Linked DNA regions of Mus musculus: region 2 is linked to region 1. A link is a contact called in public Hi-C data. All regions are on one chromosome and are shown on one strand. The core of a region is the stretch at or near the end of the contact, and the rest is flanking DNA. Distances in the headings are between cores, read along the strand shown. Region 1 overlaps Shc4 (SHC (Src homology 2 domain containing) family, member 4). Region 2 overlaps Galk2 (galactokinase 2).

Region 1 (3,562 bases), core at 67-2,566:
TAGGCAGTTCTCCAAATAATTTTCTGCTTTGCTTCAATTACCCTGTTGCTGGCTTTTTTTTTTTTTTTAAAGAAGATGGAACAGAAAGTAGAAAAGGGAAAAAATAAACAGAAAAAAGAAAAAACAAACAAACAAACAAACACCATGGGCTCCTGTCTCTCTCCATTAATGTGGCAGGCTGCCCTAGGCCCGTGCCACACCCCACCTCCTCTTAGCAAACACCCCTATTTTGACAGTGCTACTCTTTGAACTCTTAGTTTGTTCACATGATCACAGGGAAGCAACATAGGAACCTGCCATGAATCATATACAAAATGCTAGAATTCCTGGTCGGAGCTGCCCTACCTGCCGCTAACAGGCAAAGGGGAAAAGACGGATACATAAGAAATCCCGTGTTCCCAAGGGATTCTTGGTGACATGAAAACAGCCATGGCAGCCTGAGCTCTGATGTCTACATCTGGAATCAGTGCACACACCTGGTTTCTTTCCCAAGCTCCCAGTTCTACCTATGAGCATCAGTAAAAATCATAGGAATCTTAGCATGTCCCTTCACTAGGGATCCTAAGGGTAATATTACACAAAAGAATGAATATTACTCTTAGCCAGTAGAAGGCCTTTTAAAGAGTTTTGTTCCTTTGAGTTTCTGAGATGGTGAGTCTATGACCATCATAGCTAGGAGCATGGCAGCAAGCAGACAGGCAGGCATAGCGATGACACAGTTAGCTTACAGCTTACATCTTGATCTACAAGCATTGTGAGGCACAGAGAGCTGACTGAGAATGAAACGAGCATTTTTGAAACCTCAAAACCCACCCCCAGTGCACACCTCCTCTAGGTACTCACTATATACCCCTGGCTGGCCTGGAACTCTCTCTATAGACCAGGCTGGCTTTGAACTGACAGAGATCCACCTGCCTCTGTCTCCTGAGTACTGATATTAAAGGCATACACCACCACTCTCAGATTGTTCATTTTTCCGTAAAGATCAACATTTGTCTAGAATTAGTTCTTGAAATAAAGGTCAGTGTCTCAGATCATCCACCAGATGGTGCTGTGGGACGCAAATGGAGTAGATGCCTCCCGAAGCATCAGACTCCAAGAACAGTAGATTCACAGACAGCAGCCTGTGTACTTTACAAGCATAAATACAAATGTAAGTTAGCAGATTCGTTTAGGTTGCTTTTCATTGGCAGGGGCGTTGGTTTTACAATTCTCTTTTAATATTCAGCTCATGGCTTTCCTATACATAAACAGTCCAGGTAAACCGGGGTCTTTTCTCAGACTAAGTTCAGATACGGTATGAAAACCTCCTTAGCCTGCCACAGCATTGGAAAGCTGAAGACAGCATGGGCTTCCTCACGACAGCTACAGGAGAAGGCTGGACCTAACACTGACATTTTTAACTTGCCTTCTCTACAAAGAAAGCGTTTCATAAACTGATGAGTTCATAACAGGGCCGTAGCCAAGTTAGGAAAACGTAATACCAGCTGGATCTGGATGGAAACGTTGAACCAGGTATACAGCAGAGGGACGATGGGGGAGGGGTGACACATGGAGGATTATTAGCAGGAAGCCTGGTCTCCTGTGCCCACCTCCACTTCCTGCCAGTCGAGTTTTCCTCCTCACCCTTGCCGTCTGGCTCCTGCCTTTCTGAAGTCACCTAGTCTGTGGGCTCTCTGCTGAACTGAAGGTGTTTTCTTTCCTTCACTCTCCTACTATTCCAGCGTGAGACTATCCCGGTGTCCTCTCCAGGAAAAAGTGCTGTTCCTCCTAAGAAGGTCGCTCTCACCGGACCTCCTCCTCACGCTGCCACGCCGCGTGTCCTGGGACTTCTCCCCTCTCTGCAAGCCTCAGCCCCTTCCGTTGTGGACTCCTCTGCTGATGGTCCTACTCCACTTCTTCTGCTTCCCTCTCTCCGTCTCCTCGCCTCTAGCTATCTTCCCGTCTCCCATCCCCCAGACCCGTTCCTGGCTGGCATCAGGCTCCAGACCCACAGTAGCAGGCTCGGAGGGCATTAAGGGCAGATGCCTAGCTCATGGTCAGTTTGGGGCCTCACCTCCCATTCACCAAGTGAAAAGGTTGGAGTACTGGATTTTACTGAGGCTGATGAAGGCAAAGACGCTTCCTGCTGGTCTGAGGAATGGATAGTATTTCCACACACCTCAATGATTAGAACACTGTAAACTACTGAACCCAACCAGGCCCATCAATCTCCCGGTCAGGAGGTCACCCCTGGTTGCCCCTGGCAGTCCCTCTACTTGTAGCACCCGGAAGCCCCTCCATCTGTGCGGTTGTTTGCAGATCTCCAGTGCCAAGCTTTCTGAACTTTACAGTTCTAACCATAAAGCCTAACCCCACTGCCACCCCAGCTTTCTATCTCTCCACTGAATACCAACCAAAATCTTAAGATTTTTGCCTAGTCACTGTTTTCTGTGAAGACTACATAATCCCACTTCTATAGTGGCTTCCAGACTCCCATACCTGACCCTAATTCAAAGGCCTGGCCGACTCCCCTGATCTTCCTACCTCCTCTCCAAAGCCCCTGCCATGATTTCCAGCCTATCTGTCCTGTGGGTTTTTTTCCTCAAACTGTAATAAAATGGACTTTGAATTTCCTTCAGAGTCCATTTTAAGGTTATCTTATTATTGACCAAGGACCTCTAAAAGGAAATCCCAGTCCCCTGTGACACTTGGACAGAGCGGGTCTCCCTAAGGAGAATCCTAACTCACTAGGCAATGTTCTGTCACCTTCTCATTCCACTATTTTTTATTCAGGAATTGAGAACATTTGAAAATATATAACAAATACTCATTATTAGAATTGAAGAAAATAAAAAAGACCAAGAGAAAGTTAAAATCACCCCAAATTCCACCATGCGGAAACAGTTGCTATTAGCAGTTTGGCATAGGCCTTTCCAGTTTTGTTTTGCTTTTTTCTGTGTAAATCCCCGCCTCAAAAATCACCTGGGCCACAGTACACAGATTCTCATATTCTGTCTGTGCGCTTAATAGCATAGTGGATACTTCAACTGTGGCATTATACATCCTTCTAAAACAATCTTGAACATGCTATGGATTGGTTTAATTTTTAATAGATGATACTGGGTTAATAATTGCCTCCGGCATATAAATATTATATGGCAGTGATTTTAATTGTTTGATCTCTTTGCACATCCTAATTACTTCCTGAGAAATGAAACTGCTGGTTTAAAGGCCAGACTGGGCAACAGACCTGACCCAAATCGTCAAACAGCCCTATAGAATGTTTGGATCTGTGCTCTTGTTGGCTACATTCAAGATTAACCACTTCCCTAAAGCACACTTGTCATTTCCCAATATGAGAAATCTAGAAATGAACCGTGACATCCATAGCTTTTGTGTTCTGGCTTGCTCGGCTTGCTCATAAGCTGCATTTCCTTCAGATGCTTCTTGGAGTCTTGTAAGGCTCTTTTGAAAGGAACTTGTGCTCAGGACTTGGAGTTTCTCCACCCTTTACTGTCTAGGGGCCTCAGGGAAAAAAATCTTTTTTGTTTTTCCCCAGATAAGGTCTTTCTATATGGCT
Region 2 (3,841 bases), core at 346-2,845, 230 kb after region 1:
AGTAGCTGTACTTGCCTGCATAGGGCAAAGCTAGTTAACATTCTAGTATGGATCAGCGGGCGTGAGCCCCTCCCCCTAACTGAGGAGCTATGGACATCTGATGGTTTCTGGGGAGAAGAGAGTCAATTTTCTTTAAGGATATGGCCCTTGGTAGGTTGACTGTGCTCTATGAATGGCCCCACAGCATGGAATATATGGGGCGCACAAGCTGGACTTGATGGGTTATTAAAAAAGGACACAAAATTAGGTGGGACTGGGGAGGTGAGGGTGGACCTGGGAGGAGTTATGGAGATGTGCGAGGAGGCGAATGTGATCAAAATGCATTGTATGAAAGTCTCAAGGATTAGATATATTACAAACAGTGCAGGTCTACAACTTTTTACCCTTGAACTCCACCAAACCTTTAAAGAAGAGCCAGCATGGATGCTTTCTATTCCAGACAATAGAAAATGAAGGAGGGGGGAGGAGCCCAAAGTGTTAGGGAAGGCATGTGTAGAATAGAGATAGGAACAGAGGAGAGTTAGGCTTTTCTGAGGAATTCAGAGAAGCAGACCAACCTGCTGAACCAGAAACTTTCTAACAAAGTTCCTATTTTCTTCTTCCAATTAGTAAGTGGCTGCTGGTGATACTGAGGTAATGAGTAGACACTATGTAAATATCTTGTTTTCATCAAGGTCTTACTTTAGAGGTCTGTTGATGAAACCACTAGCATGCAATACTTTTAAATTTCCATTATTTCTTCAATATTGGTTAATTGATGTACTTTATTAATTATCCCTCCCTCTGTGTGTGTGTGAGATGTGGATGCATGGCATGCATTCTATAGCACAATTGTGGAACTCAGAGGACAGTTTTGTGGAGTCAGTTCCTGTCTTTCCTCATGTGGGTTCTAGGGATCAGGTTGTTAGCATCTCACTGAGCTTGGCCTTTTATTATGAAAAATAATTTCCCTTTTTCTTCCTTTAGCTGCTTATTCACTTGTAACTTTATATCAGTGTAGACTCACAATAGGTCATGACTCTTTAAAATAAATTTTGTTTGTTATTTATTTTTCTTAAATCATACATTAGATGGCTATCAGAGAATGTGGAGAAAGAGAACTTGGAGACCTTCCATTTCACCAGGGCATCTGTCTGGTAGCAGGCGCAGAGGATAAAGCACTCATGTATTTATACTAGCTAAGAAGCACTAACCTGAAAGGGAAAAATGAGTGTAGATTATGCTGAAGTATGTTGTTTCCTAGATGTTTCTGGAAATAAAAAGGGCCAGTTAGAGGTAGATTGGTCAATAAGGCTACTACAACTTTCTCTCTTGGTTTTTAGCATCTGGAGGTGTCCACTGTTGGAGACTGAGATACACGTTTAAGTAAATAGAAAAGGAGACTCACGTAAATAAAGAAAATGTCTAATTAAAAAAATAAAAGAAGGGGGGGGGGGGAAAGAAAGAAAGGAGACTTGGTATCGGTGTCCTGTCACAAGAGGGCAGCAGTCAGCCATTGATTTGGTTTTTTTTTTTCCTCTCAAGGCGTACAGACTTAAATTAATGTGTCTTGTTTTTTTCAGAGACTTCAGTACTACAGCTAATAACATCTGTATCGACAAGACCAAACCTCTATGGCACAACTACTTCTTGTGTGGCTTTAAGGGAATTCAGGTAAATCGATGCTTACTAGCTGTTGAGATTATAGTCATGTTATTCCAGATTGACTCCCATGTTTTTGGTCTTCTTTTAGTACTGATGCTTTTCTTGTATTTTGCTGACTTCTGTTTCAAGGCCAGGGGCGGGGGGAGGGGATATGATTGCCTCTGGGTTGTGCTCACAGGAGTGGTCATGGTCTTTCTTTCCACTGACTATGCATCATTAAATACACCTTGAAGAGAGATTGTCCTAGTATTTACATTCTGTTCTTGGGATGTACAGGAGTATACTGAAATGGACTTAGAGTTGAGCAGCCATGGGTTTGAATATGGGCATAATCCAGCTTTGTTAATTTGAGTTCAATCTTGGCTTTATCTGTGAAACAATGTCACTGCTATTCAATGAGGAGTGCTTGCAGGGCATCACTTTGCTGGGGCCTTTAGGCATTTGGGGATGGTAGCCAGCATTGTTACTGCTTGTCCAGGTGAGAATAAAAGGGTTGTAGTGAAGGTCTTACTGTGAGTAGTTTCTCAGAAACATTGACTTAATCTTAATGTCATAGCTTCAGTGCTGTGTATAAGACTAGGAGAGTGCGATATTTCCACTTTCTCTCACAGTTAGGAGAGTAGGAAGCACAGAGATAAAACCAATACTTGCTGTTTTCAGAACCACTCCTGTGTTTCTTTTTGTGTTCTTAATTTTAATTTCTAATAATTAAAAACCAATCTACTTATTTTCTTTATATGCCTGTGGGTGCTTTGCCTGCATCACTTGGGTGTCTGGCACCCGTAGAGGCCGAAAGAGGGCATCAGGTCCCCTGGGACTGGAGTGACAGACTGTTGTTAGCCACTCTGTGGGAATTGAACCCAGGTCCTCCTCCTCTAAGAGCAACAGATACTCTTAACCACTGAGCCATCTCTCTAGACCCTTAACTTTTATTTTTTAAATTAACATTCACTCAATAATTATTTTAGTTGTAGTGAGTCTTGTGATATATCATAGATTAAGAATATTAAGAAATATTTTTTTTGTCTTCGTGATTCAAAAGGAAACTAATAAACATACTTTTCTGGTTTTTTTTTTTTTTTTGAGAGCTTATGATCCAAGTGGCCTGGAGGGTACTATCTGAAATTGTCACAAGCTGCTTAGGACTCAGTGACATAGTCTTATAGAAGCCAGTCAGGGTAACTTGGGATGTGTAGTCCTGGGGTGTAACTTGGGATGTGTAGTCCTGGGGGTGTTGTCATGGAGGTCTGGTCTAGGAGTGCAGCATTAATTTCTTGAGAATGTGGCTCTTTTTTCAAGACACATGGTAATAACTTCTGGGAAAAGTTATTGGCCTGTTTTAAATCTTCAAATCATTTGGATTGTCATCCACATTAGTGGGAATTAGGGTATTTGGAAGCATTGGTCAGCAAATGCAATCTGACCTTTCTTGTAACAACATGCCTGTTTAGTATCATATGGTAAAGTGACACCTCTCTTTCTCTCTCTGTATATGTATATGATATGTATATATGTATATATAGTATATTTTTGTATTATTTTGGATAGAGGCTTAAAATCTTCTTTGGTTTGACAACTTATGTGCAAAAACACAGGTTTCTTCAATGACCTTTTGGCAGAAAAGTAATTTCAATGTTAGCAGTCCAGAAACCTTCTAATTAAAATACTAGAAAGTTCCAAGGGATAGTCTGTTTATGTGAAATTGAACATGTTATCCTTTTGGGATAAAGCTACTGCAATGTTTGGCACAACTCAGTTGTGTTTTTCAGTCTGCTGTTACTGTTGAATTTAAACATTGCGTGCTAAGTTTGTAACTATGATTCACATCCAAGACAGTCTGTGGATCAGTTTATGGTTAAATATATAGTGTTCCCCAAGGACTGCTGCCTTTGAGTGGGCTGCCTAATGTTCTGTACAGCGGGGCGTTGGCAATGGCACGTCTTCAGTGTATAATTTGTTTGTGTTTCTGGAAGGAGATTTTTAGATGACTTGGAATCAGGAGGTACATCCAACTGAATCTTTTCTTTTGTGGCCCATGATTTTTGCCAAGGAAGAAAAAAAATAGACAAAACATTAAGGACAAAAGCAGATTTTATTTGCAGCATTTTGCTCCTTTGGTTAGTCTAATTTGCTTATTGAAATTTTTCCCTAGAAGAATATGTATGATGAAATGCATAATTAGGTAATGTAATAGTTT

Evidence for each region. A called contact is a pair of places that touch in the nucleus more often than the background predicts.
Region 2: a Hi-C map of the N1E-115 cell line shows a contact between it and region 1, with 9 times the contacts expected there. The contact joins two enhancer-like sites. A contact is called at or near these places in 5 of 39 promoter capture datasets (the 3T3-L1 cell line, 3T3-L1-derived adipocytes, pre-B cells and 1 more), 1 of 15 datasets of contacts at CTCF or cohesin (large pre-B cells) and 15 of 484 Hi-C or Micro-C datasets (3T3-L1-derived adipocytes, the G1E-ER4 cell line, the N1E-115 cell line and 8 more).

Annotation. Positions count from the first base shown.
Region 1 is chr2:125,659,130-125,662,691 of GRCm38.p6, forward strand. All of the region lies in intron 6 of Shc4 (SHC (Src homology 2 domain containing) family, member 4), which reads right to left. Among named protein-coding and RNA genes, the nearest start is that of Eid1, 12 kb to the right of the region's middle. Within about 2 kb of position 1,317, at least 63 of the 459 cell types and tissues checked have an H3K27ac peak or open chromatin away from gene starts, as enhancers often do. A contact at or near this core is called in the N1E-115 cell line, where this site is marked.
Region 2 is chr2:125,891,791-125,895,631 of GRCm38.p6, forward strand. It overlaps Galk2 (galactokinase 2), which reads left to right. Exons shown (of 10, transcript NM_001291002.1): 4 at 1,563-1,653. Among named protein-coding and RNA genes, the nearest start is that of Galk2, 27 kb to the left of the region's middle. Within about 2 kb of position 1,596, at least 9 of the 459 cell types and tissues checked have an H3K27ac peak or open chromatin away from gene starts, as enhancers often do. A contact at or near this core is called in the N1E-115 cell line, where this site is marked.